Regions from separate parts of the Triticum aestivum genome. Here all the other regions are linked to region 1. A link is a contact called in public Hi-C and HiCAR-type data. All regions are on one chromosome and are shown on one strand. The core of a region is the stretch at or near the end of the contact, and the rest is flanking DNA. Distances in the headings are between cores, read along the strand shown. Region 1 holds the start of LOC123135924 (transcription factor MYB3R-2). Region 2 holds the start of LOC123135931. Region 3 holds the start of LOC123135915 (ATP-dependent zinc metalloprotease FTSH 8, mitochondrial).

Evidence for each region. A called contact is a pair of places that touch in the nucleus more often than the background predicts. HiCAR-type assays count read pairs that join an accessible place to other places.
Region 2: a contact with region 1 is called in a HiCAR-type map of leaf, with 3 times the contacts expected there. The contact joins the promoter of LOC123135931 here to the promoter of LOC123135924 in region 1. A contact is called at or near these places in 1 of 5 Hi-C or Micro-C datasets (leaf) and 1 of 1 datasets of contacts at active chromatin or transcription factors (leaf).
Region 3: a contact with region 1 is called in a Hi-C map of leaf, with 3 times the contacts expected there. The contact joins the promoter of LOC123135915 here to the promoter of LOC123135924 in region 1. A contact is called at or near these places in 2 of 5 Hi-C or Micro-C datasets (both in leaf).

Annotation. Positions count from the first base shown.
Region 1 is chr1B:517,001,785-517,005,627 of IWGSC CS RefSeq v2.1, forward strand. LOC123135924 (transcription factor MYB3R-2) reads right to left here and starts at 2,200. Exons shown (of 9, transcript XM_044555180.1): 1 at 2,009-2,200; 2 at 1,703-1,902; 3 at 268-319; 4 at 34-91. The coding sequence starts at 1,869.
Region 2 is chr1B:517,202,950-517,206,792 of IWGSC CS RefSeq v2.1, forward strand. LOC123135931 reads left to right here and starts at 1,923. Exons shown (of 4, transcript XM_044555200.1): 1 at 1,923-2,425; 2 at 3,410-3,491.
Region 3 is chr1B:516,814,039-516,817,881 of IWGSC CS RefSeq v2.1, forward strand. It overlaps LOC123135915 (ATP-dependent zinc metalloprotease FTSH 8, mitochondrial), which reads left to right and starts at 2,096. Exons shown (of 8, transcript XM_044555164.1): 1 at 2,096-2,385; 2 at 2,494-2,695; 3 at 2,783-2,854; 4 at 3,281-3,414. The coding sequence starts at 2,323.

The DNA.
Region 1 (3,843 bases), core at 950-3,449:
GAAAAGGATGCAGAGCACAAACAAGAAGCCAACCTACTCTCTTCCAATTTTTTCCCTTGAAAACAGTAACTGCCTCGCGCAATGTTTCATCCTGCAGCATGAATAAGAAAAACTAGGTAAAAATAAGAAAGAAAGACCAAAAGGCAATAACAAAGCAAGATAATAGCAGATGCCAGACACCAAACAGTTCAACAGTTGTATTACAGATATACTGAATATATTGGAAATGAAGCAGAAGTTACTTAAAAGGAATAGTTAGATACTAACCTCTTCAGGTGTCCAGCCACCCTTAGCTCTTCTTACAGGGCCACTTGTTCGCCTGATATTTGTAGAGTATGATCATTGACATATATAGTAAGCAACTACTCATGTAATGATAAACTGAAGGTGCAAAACAGGGTATCCAGTTGAAAGATGGGCAAGGCAAGAATAACCAAGTTTCTGCGACATGACTTCTGGTACCTAAACGCTGACTGTTGCTTTTCTCTCTTAAACACGTTGCTGATCAATAATCAAAGCTACAGAGCCATGAGAAAACCTATAACTAGTTCAATATACTACTATTACTATGATGGAAGTTGTTTCATGGAAATTACAATAATAAACATGCTAAGTTTTTATTCTATATTCTATAATTAGGCAAGCAACTAATGAACTAAGCATGCTACAAGTGTCAGCCAGCATACAGTAAAGACCCTAACAGCCTATTACACCTTCATTGCTGGCACATGTTCAAATAATCATAAATTAACTCAAAATGAATTTCTCTTGGATGAACTTTTGTATCCTAAGTATTCATCTTGAAAAGCTGAAATTGGCATGTTCCAGTTCCAGTGCTGAGGGAACCCAAAAATATATCATTAATTATATTATTATGACATTATATTTCAGCTAACACACCACAAATGCATTTACACATACCAAATCTGCGAAAATTGACATCAATTGGCAAAACACATAGTGGGTTAACTGAAACATAAAAAGACCAAAACATGTGCACATAATGTCATTAAAACCAATGTAAATCACCACTTCCATTCATTCCAAGGATCACTGAGAAGCAACCTTCACTGTGCCTCAACCAAGACAACATACTGATTTCTAAGGCAATAGAAGTTAAGCAAAATTATCCAATGGCCCAGCATACTAACTGGCAACTGCACAAGCCAAGCAGCACACTCCCACCAATGAGACTATCTAATCAGAAAAGCAGTACAGTACCTCATAACACCCAAACCAAGCAAGTGATGAGATGATAATCACTTAAACCTCATGAAATGTAGTGGCACTCAACGAAATTGCACCTTTCCCTAACAGTCAATTACTAAGCCCCACACACAGCATGTTCCAATACAGATGATCTCAACACCATGAGTTTCTCGAAATAAAAAATCTGAGACTCATTTCCACATGTTGATGTTAACCCCCCTTTCCCCCATACGGCCATCACACTGCACACCAGCCATGTTTCCCATCAGAAAAGGCGTCCAGAGATGGGAATTGTATGGAGAACGCAGCGACCTGCTGCGCCATTTCAGTCACAACCCAACCCCGATTGCATCTGCTAACCGAACGCCCCATAAGAAAACCACCTCTCCTGGGCAAACAGGCCTCCCCCCCCCCCCATACCCTAGTCAGGTAAGCAACCACTAACCAGCAACACCGAACGACAGAGTCCGAGACAGTCGACGGAGGGCGGTACCTGCGGGTGGAGCCGGAATCGGCGGGGCTGGGCACCAGCGGCGACGCCCACGCGTGCCCGCCGCCATAGCTCCCTCCCTCGGAAGCCGACGGACTCGACAGCGCCAGATGCTGCCTGCTCTCGGCGCACCCGTCCCGCTCCTCCACCTTGACCGCCGCCATACCCATCTACCGCCGCCGCCACGTCATCCACGCCGCCGCCTGAAGCCAACACAGCGAGATCAGCATCAGAAACCCCCACGGAAACGCGTCGAGACAACAGAAACGGAAAAACCGAGGGGCGCCGCCGCCGCCGCCGCGCACGAACCAGGTAGGCGCCCCCAGATCGGTGGGGGGATCGGGAGGATCGAGTCGGGCGGAGACGGCGCGACGCGGGGGGCGGACCGAAACCCTAGGCGGCAGGGGAGGAGGGTGTGGGGTTAAAAGGATGGAGCTTTGGCTGCGGCTGGGCGGGTATCTGTCGCGTCGGGGCGCGCCGCGGGGTTCGGTTGTGTGCTGGCAGCACTGCTATACAGACGACAGTACGTAGACGATTTATGAACGACAACCCATTCAAGCCATCCATGCAAAGCAAAAGTTGTTTGCAAACCGCTGGATGGACCATCGTGCAAGGGTCGTTCACCCTAAGGGAGAGGGGAGGAAGGAAGGAAGGATGGAGGCGTCTTTCAAAACCCCTCGCCCGTTGCGTTGAAGGAAAAGGGGGCGACGAGGAGGAGACGGGAATAATTTATCGCTCCCTCCCGGGTTCGGCGGTTTCCCGTATCAGCCCCTGACGTTTCGGCGAATTGCTAGGGGCGCCATTTTTGCTGTTGGTTAGCTTGCTTTGCACACACTAGCTAGCAACTCCATTTCATTTATGTCGCGTGATCCATTTGTACTCGAGGCTGATTTGATTGTTGATTCTCGTTGCATGCAAGTATTAGTATATTGTTGGTGTTTTTCACCATTGATTTTAGTTTTCCTAAAGTCTAGAGCGCAGCCGTACAAGCAGCATATCAAGAGCTCCTACGCGTATTGATCGGCTGCTCGGGGTTTACAGGGAGACTCTCGAGTTAGAAATTACGAGAAACATGAAGGAGCGGAACAAAAGACATAAAAGGCAAACTCGGTCTGAAAACTGATCGCTGCGAAAGAATAGTCTGCGCGTAGTTTCTGGCTTTTCAGCTGCCTTCACGGGGTTGGATGGTCGTAGCTATTGATTATTGTCGATACTTGCCCCATAAAAATCTTATCTTTCATAATCTTAATTGTTATTGCTCCACATACGACCCTCGTAGTAAATGTGGTCGTGCATATCCTTTGGATGTAGATATGAGATATATTACAAAATTTGTTTCAGAAAACGACAAAAAAACAGATATTGTGGTCACACGTCCAACTGATGAAGACCGAAAATGAATGGGCAAGCCCGTGTGTCCTTCCAACAGCAATGGTACATCTGCAAATATCTTTTTTGTATGTGTCAGGGTGGGGAGCGGGTTCAGTGGTTAGAGAAAGTATCACACGAAACCCTATCACTCGATGAAAACCTAACAATCCATATGCGAATCGTCGGACCAGATACGTGGGTAAGCACCACGTGTCTCTTGTTTTTTCTGTAAAAAGCAAAGAATGGTGGGTGGATAAGCCAAGGAGCATTGCAGATCCGACGTCCCACATTGTAGTTTCCCGGTTTCTATCGAGAGGACGGCCCAAGGAGCAGTTCGCAAATGCAGAGTGGTGGAAACTCGGAGCAGTTCGCGATTCCGGGGGACGCGAGGGGGCGAAGCGGGAGGTGACAAAGGGCCTGTGTGATCCGGAAAACGGATCGACGCGAACAAACGGCGAGAACGACGCGGGGGGTTCACGGCGGCTGGGCCGGGGCCCGATCCCCTGGCCGTGGGTCGGACAGACAAATGGGTGGTTGGTGAGAGTATCGGTCGGCGTTGCTTTCCCTTTAACGAACGCGGCTGGCGGCCGTGGTTACCGTTGCGGGCGCGACCGGGTTTGAACCCCTAACGGCCGGCCTAACCTCCGGTGTGGCGCGCTCGGCCGTCCGATCGTCCGCGGGTCGTCTCTGGCCGTCTGATGGCCGCGGCGCGTGGCTCCTTGCGTTCTAAATCGGTCGGTCAACGGCTGCGTCCGATCCGCTTCACTGCCAAC
Region 2 (3,843 bases), core at 673-3,172, 200 kb after region 1:
TCCGAGCAATATCCATACACACACATACCCTTACGCGTGACTCTAGAAAGCACCGTCCCGTGCCTCCAGAGGCGACATGGCCTCGTGCCACCAAACCCTGGGTCACCATGCCTTCGGGCAATATCCATACACACACATACCCTTACGCGTGACTCTGGAAAGCACCATCCCGTGCCTCCAGAGGCGACATGGCCTCCTGCCACCAAACCCTGGGTCATCATGCCTCCGGGCAATATCCATACACACACACCCTTACGCGTGACTCTGGAAAGCACCGTCCCGTGCCTCCCAGAGGCGACATGGCCTCGTGCCACCAAACCCTGGGTCACCATGCCTCCGGGCAATATCCATACACACACATACGAAGAGTGCCTCAACCGTGGCTAGCTCCTACGCACACGTGACTTCACATGCTTCAAACCCGTGCCTATGGAGGCAACATACCAATGCCTTCGTAGTATGCACACATGTGCATGCACACACAAACCTATATATCGTCAACAAAGCATAGCTCTTAAGCAGACGTGACTGCACATTCTTCAAACCTGTGTGTTCCGAAACAAAGCAGTTTACCTTTGGCACGACCTGTTAGGAGGTTCCCTCGCGCGCTCACACCGCGAGGGACAACGCGCCGCACAAACCAGCACGTTGCACGACCAACACACACTTCGACATATGCCCCTCTTCAAGATGTTTATGAAAATTAAACGAGCCGAAGGCGAGCAGGAGGTTCCCTCGCACCGGAGGCGCCGTGTCACACCGCAAGGAAAAACGCACCGCACGAACCAGCACGTTGCATGACCAACACACACTTTGACCTATGCCCCCCTTCAAGATGTTTATAAAAATTAAACGAGCTGAAGGCGAGCAGGAGGGTTCCTCGCGCCGGAGGCGCCGTGTCACACTGCAAGGGACAACGCGCCACACGAACCAGCACGCTGCACGACCAACACACACTTCGACATATGACCCCCCTTCAAGATGTTTATGAAAATTAAACGAGCCGAAGGCGAGCAGGAGGTTCCCTCGTCCGGAGGCACCGTGTCACACCACGAGGAAAAACGCGCCTCACGAACCAGCACGCTGCACGACCAACACACACTTCGACCTATGCCCCCCTTCAAGATGTTTATGAAAATTAAACGAGCCGAAGGCGAGCAGGACGTTCCCTCGCGCCGGAGGCGCCGTGTCACACCGCGAGGGACAACGCGCCACACAAACCAGCACGCTGCACGACCAACACACACTTCGACATATGACCGCCCCCCCCCCCCCTTCAAGATGTTTATGAAAATTAAACGAGCCGAAGGCGAGCAGGAGGGTCCCTCGCGCCGGAGGCGCTTTTCTTCAATTTGGTAAAGTTATACACCCGTGTCTCTCCTAGTGTTCACCTGTGCCTATAAAAAAGTCACACGATTGAACAATTCCGAAGACTGCCGTTTTACATTAAAAAGTTGCTTTTTCGTTACTTGAAAGGTCACATTTGATAGTGTTGGTAGTCCCCGCCCGTAACTTCCCCATAAATCTCCATTACCCGAAAATTTAATGGGAATAGAAAGGGAAACGAGAAAGGGAAACAGGAAACCAAGCGCGCGAACTGGTATTTTTTTTTATGTTTTCGCGCGGAAAGGGAAAACAGAAAAATGTGATAGTTTGAGGGTCAAAGTGCAAAACGCACAAAATCACAAATCAGAAAGGAAAAATCGAAAACCAACCGCGCCATCTAGTTTTCCCTGGTGGGAGCGCTCCGCGCGCAACACTTGTCACGCGCGGAGCGCTCCCGAACCGCTCGTTAACTAGTTGCTCCCCATAACTACAAGGATTATCTCAAAAGAAGAAGAAAATAGCTGCAAGGCCGTGGCTGCTTCGTGGCTCGGTCCTTCAGGGCCAGATTCTCTAAAAATAGCAGCCCTTCAGGGCCCGGGGGCCACCAACCGCGGGAGACCCAAGCGCGCGTTGCCACAAGGGCCCATGGCCGGAGGGAATCGCGCCGCGACGACGCGCCCGGTGCGGTGTCGCCGGCGCGCGAGGGAGAGACCACACGCGTCGTCCGACGCCGACCCCGACCACGGCGTCGCGTCGCGTCACGCACCCACCGCCACCGACGCGGCACACGGCGTTGCCCTGGGAGCTTTTTCTCGTTGAAATCTCTGGTCTCCGCCCTGTCGCCTTCCCCTCGATTAATTTGGCCCGTCGCTCGGTCGTGCGGCTACCACCTCACCTCACCTCGCCTCGCCTCGCCTCAGAGTGTGCTGCGTCAGCCAGCCGGAGCCGGGCACGCGCAAAAGTCGAAAGCTCCTCTCCTCCCGTCTTCCGGCAGCGATCTTGGCCTGTGATGCACCACTACTAGCCCCGAAGAACGACAAGCTATATCATGCGTCCGCGGGTGGAAGATCCGGCCTCCCCGCTCTGAGGCGCAGCCCAGGTACTCGATGGAATTCCCCCGCGATCGATGTGCCTTCTTCCCTTTGACACCAAGCCTGGAGGAGCTGCTACCTCGCACCCTTCTTAATCTGATACGACAGTGCAGATTGCGTGTGGTTTGGCCTGCCTGCCTGCTTGCTTGCTTGCTTTCCATGGTTAATTTTCCGTCTGCTTGCTAGGTGCGGTCGTACTAACACGTTCACTTATCGTTTGCGCTGCACGCTCGTCTCGTCGATGCTTTGGTTTCCTGCGGCATTTTGAGGTCAATTCTGAGCAATCATCGTTGGGTTCAAGTGTCCTAGAGTAGATGGAGTGTTGCTATCGTAATTAATCACGCCTAATGCAGTGCATGAATACAGGCCTTGATTTGTGCTTACATGTTTGCAGTCTGCCGCATGTCCGCCTGAATTTAGCCAAGTATGTTCTTTCGTGGTGAAAGTGACAGCTCTATAAGCCTAGTATAAAGTTTAGTTATTATTCGTTTGTTGCCTTGTCTTGCATGTGTTTTTTGACTTCCTCTACATCTTTCCCTTCAAAAAGGTTGGTAATTGAAATTTGGAGACTGGCTGCACAAGTAGTATCAATTATAGCACCTCACACGAAACACCCAAGATCAGATTATACAATACAGGATCAGGATCTTGAAAACAGTAGTTCACTCTCTGAAAGGGCCTGACATCTATGTTTATCTTCTGTATCTGCCTGCGTGTGTTAAATTTTACTGTACTGCAATTTTGCAATATGATGTTTATGTTAAGTCGCTTGCTTCTTGGACTTATTTTTGCTTCGGTTGTGTGTACAAATGTATATGCTCCCACCAAGGTTCTCTCAGACATTCTATCATAATAACACTGAATTGCATCTGAACACTTTTAGCACTTCCAGTATTTTCAAGGGGCATAATAATCTCTCTTGAGAGATGATTTGCATCTCAATTTTCTGATCTTTTTCTACATGTTTTCATGGGTTTTCAACTTTTATGCAGCCCTGTCCCAAGGGGTGCTTTAATGCTCCGGTCGTACCTAATTCAGAAGGTCAGAATATCTTGGCTCCCATCCTTCCAATCGGTAAGCTAATTTTCTCAGACATAATTCCGACAACTTTCTTGCATTCTACTACCAGACACATAGTTGCTCTGCTTTGGACATCTACTCTGGTACCCATAGTTGAGCTGAGCATGTCTGTTGGGCTTTCAAATCATGACCTTCCAAGCATATTGATGTAACTGAGGTACAGCGCTACACATCAACCAGGATCGATGTGGACTAGTGCATTTATATGTTACGACTGGTTGTTGCGCTGGAAAATCAGTGTCCAGCTGTACTTTTGAGATGTACTTAGCTTCATATCAACCACCAGTTGGGATAGATCTTCTCACTCTAGTGCTCCACTGTGATTTAAACAGACTGAAAACTGAAA
Region 3 (3,843 bases), core at 846-3,345, 190 kb before region 1:
CGCTGGCTCATTTAACGCGTATTGTGGATGGGAGGAGTAGACGTTCGTATGGTGCGTGCCAACGATGGCAAATACTACTCCCTCCGTTCGGAATTACTTGTCTTGAAAATGGATGTATCTAGAACTAAAATACATCTAGATACATCCATTTCTACGACAAGTAATTCTGAACAGAGGGAGTAGATCCTATCGGCGGCTCACGGCCTCATGGCCGCTCAACATCGATGGTGAGGACAGCTCAGGTGACAAGTAGATCCGGGTCGATCCCTACTATGTCTTCGACCGGTACTTCCACGGGCACCAAGGAAGAGCAAGAGCAGCCATGGATGATCTTCTCCACCATAGCCAAACATGCCAAATTTTGATAGTCCGATGGCAATGTTGTAGTAGTCGAGCGATATAGCATCGTTTACATAGTTGCATGGGTTTGCATGGATTTGAGATATGCTAATTGAGGTGTCCGGTCGTAAGATGAGTAATTTGAGGCTTGACCGGTCAGTGTCCGCATGCGTGTCCACGAGCGTTTGAGAAGGTCGAATTTACAAGTCCGGTTGTTGATGCTCTAAGGGTATGTTTGGTAGCATGTATGGATCTAGCCTAGTTGTCCTCCTCTGATACATGTTGAGTCCATGCATTTGCTGTTGTTGGGCAGCGGTGTATGCGCTGAGACTTTATTTGGCAGCCTGCATGTGTTTGGAAATACTGAACACATTCACATTTTGAATATTTTTTTGAATGGTGTACAAAATTGAAAAAATGCGAACAAAAATGTAAATATATTTTGAAATTCTGAACTTCTATTAAAAATTTAAACAAAATTTTAAATTCTATTTTTTGGAAATTTTGAACATTTTTAAAATTCTGAACATTCTTGAAAATTTAATCAAAAATTAAAGTTCTGAATATTTTTTGAAAATTTAAATAAATTTGAAATTCTGAACATTTTCGAATTTTCCTTTTTTTGAAATTCTGAAATATTTTGATTTTTTTCTTTTTTGAAATTCTGAATATTTTTTTGAATTTTTTTAAAAAAATTATATATATTTTTTGAAAATTTAAAAATGTCTTGGCGTGGCCTGGTGGGTGAGGACGAGGGTCGGGGTGAGCATGGCTACCTCCATGCACCCTCTCTATGAGCATGATGAGGACCCTTTTTTGCATCAGATGGGCATAACCCAGATGAACCCGTGCACCTTATCAAACAAGCAAAAATGAATTAGAGTGAGGGCTTTTACCCTCATACACCTTGTCAATCAAACCCTAAAGAAGCGGTGGCACGCACACAAAAGGCAGATACGGCAGCTCAGCTTGTGCCTCCCAAGGAGGCAAAGGAAAGCCATAGGCATGGATGGATGGTGCCGCTGCCCACACGCACGCACGTACGGCTATTTTCGCTCCACACCAACGTCACTGCTTTGCTATTTTCGCTCCCCGCCGCATCGTTTGATTCCCGGCAAGCCAAGTCTGCCTCACTAATTAAGCATCAGCCTTTCTTTCTTGGGGAACAAGATGGATCCTTGAAGCGGCGAGAGCATCGAACGCTGATTAACTACTCCTGCTGTCTCTGTCAGATGCTGCTATCTCGTTTTCTAGATGAATGAATTGCCCTATGCAAAGGGTATCCCGTTCCCATTTTTTTCTCTTCAAAAAGATCAACAGTTGGACCCTGGCCTGACACGTTTTAGCTTGCATCGCCTCTTATGTCACAATCACAAGCAGCTGATATTTATGTTGTACTACTACTTGGAGTCCTATCTCGCGGTCAGCTCCCTTGTATACGTAGTATACTGTAACAAACAGAAACAAAAATCTAATCTCGGCTGCAGTATCGAACAAGAAGGCAGTTCATCACCCGGAAACAAACAACTTTCTTTTTTGGCGATCATCGGAAACAAGTTCGTCCACATCCTGAATCTGGTCGATGAGAGACTCCACGCCAGCCTCTCCGAACGGGTCGGTGACGGCCGGGCCCGGACCCAGCCGGTAAACTCGGTCTTATCCAGCGGGAAGAGCCCACGCAGCACACTACCCACCCCCCCGGCAATCCCGTGAGCGCGTCGTCGGTCGAGCGAAACCGCAGCCGCATCTCGTTTCCTTTCTCCCCCTCGTCTCGCCCCGGTAAAAAAACCAGGCTCCCCCTTCCCCCCCACCCTCGCCGCCGCGGCGCTTCCTCCACCTCCACCTCCAGTCCAGGCCTCCACACGGCGCACGCAACCGGAACAAGAAGAGGAGAACGAGGACATATCGGCGGAACGCATCTCGAGCTCGTCCCGCGCGGATCCCCCGCCCCATGCGCACGGCGCCGTCGTGGTCCTAGCAGCCATGAGCCTCGCCTCCCTCGCCCGCGCCGCCGCCCGGTCCGCGCGCTCCTCCCGCCCGCGCCAGGCAAGCGCTCCCGCCCCTGCACACCGTCTCTTTCTCCGAATCCCCCGCGCGTCTGGGTGGGCCATGAAAAGTGTATGAATTCTTTTTCTGTGCTGTTCGTTCTCTTAGGGTTTCTCCCTGGGCGGGCTCCGGGCGCCGCCATCGCCGCCGCTCCCGCCGGCCCACGGCGGGGACGCCGGGTCGCTGGGGCTCGTGCGCGGGTACCTGACGGCGTCGCTGGGTAGCCCTGCCGCGGTTAAGACCTCGGAGTGGAGGTACCTCCTCGCCAGCCCGCAGTTCCGCAGGCTCTTCTGCAGCGGCTCTAAGAAGAGTGAGTGTTGTCGTGCCTTATTTTTCGGTCAGTCCGGGTCGGGTGTCTCCTGGCACTGCTGAAATATGCATCCTTTTGCGCTTTCAGATTACGAGAATTACTACCCCAAGGGGAAGAAGGAGGCGCCCAAAGGGGATGGGAGCAACAAGGATTCCAAGCGTAAGTCGCCGCCTTTCTTATCTGTGCATCTTGTTCGTGTAGAGAAGTTTGTGTCGAGTCCAGTGAATTATTCACTTACGACACACTATTACTGAATGTGCTTGGCCAACAAGATGGGTTAACTATGTACGCGATGATCTCCTTGCCCTATGAGTGCCCGGCAGCTTTTGATGTAACAATGGGATAATACTTCCTCCATCCCAAATTACTTGTCTTAAATTTGTCTAGATACGGATGTATCTAGATACATTTTACTGTTAGGTACATCCGTATCTATAAAATCTAAGACAAGTAATTTCGGACAGAGGTAATAGGATATAACTGGATAATGGATTGGTCACAACCATGTCTGATGGTAGTTTAACTTCTCAGTTCCAAGTGCTGCCAATTTCAAGTGTGATTAAATTGTAATTCTCTGATATGCAGAGGAATCCGATACAGATGGTCAATGGAATTTCCAGGATGGTACTTTCAAGCAGCTGCAGAACTTCCTGGGACCTCTATTGCTTTTGGGCCTGATGTTCTCATCCTTGTCTTCAAGCTCATCAGACCAGAAGGAGGTAGTTTTCATCTCCTTCCTGGCAAATTGGCCATAGTGTTTTTAACTGTAAACTAATATGTTTATTCTGACGCAAAGAATTCTGCAAGTTGCTGTTCTGTTGTCAAATATATTTGCTTTCTTTGTTGAATCCCTAAATCATGGCTATGTGTTGAAAACCCCAAGAAAACAGAAAACTTTTTTGCTACCATAAGGACTATACAATCTGTATGTACCCTGTCACCTCCAATCAAAATTTGGAGGTTAGTTAAGCATTATTATCCAATAATTGTGGCAAGCAGCAGCAGACAGTAGGACCATATTTCCCACCATGAGGTCTTCTTATTGGTTTCACAAATGGGATGGCAGAGAAAATACCCACACTTTCTCTTTAGATGTTTATAAGTAATGTGTGCAACACCAGATAACAGATAGCAGGCTGTGATCATTA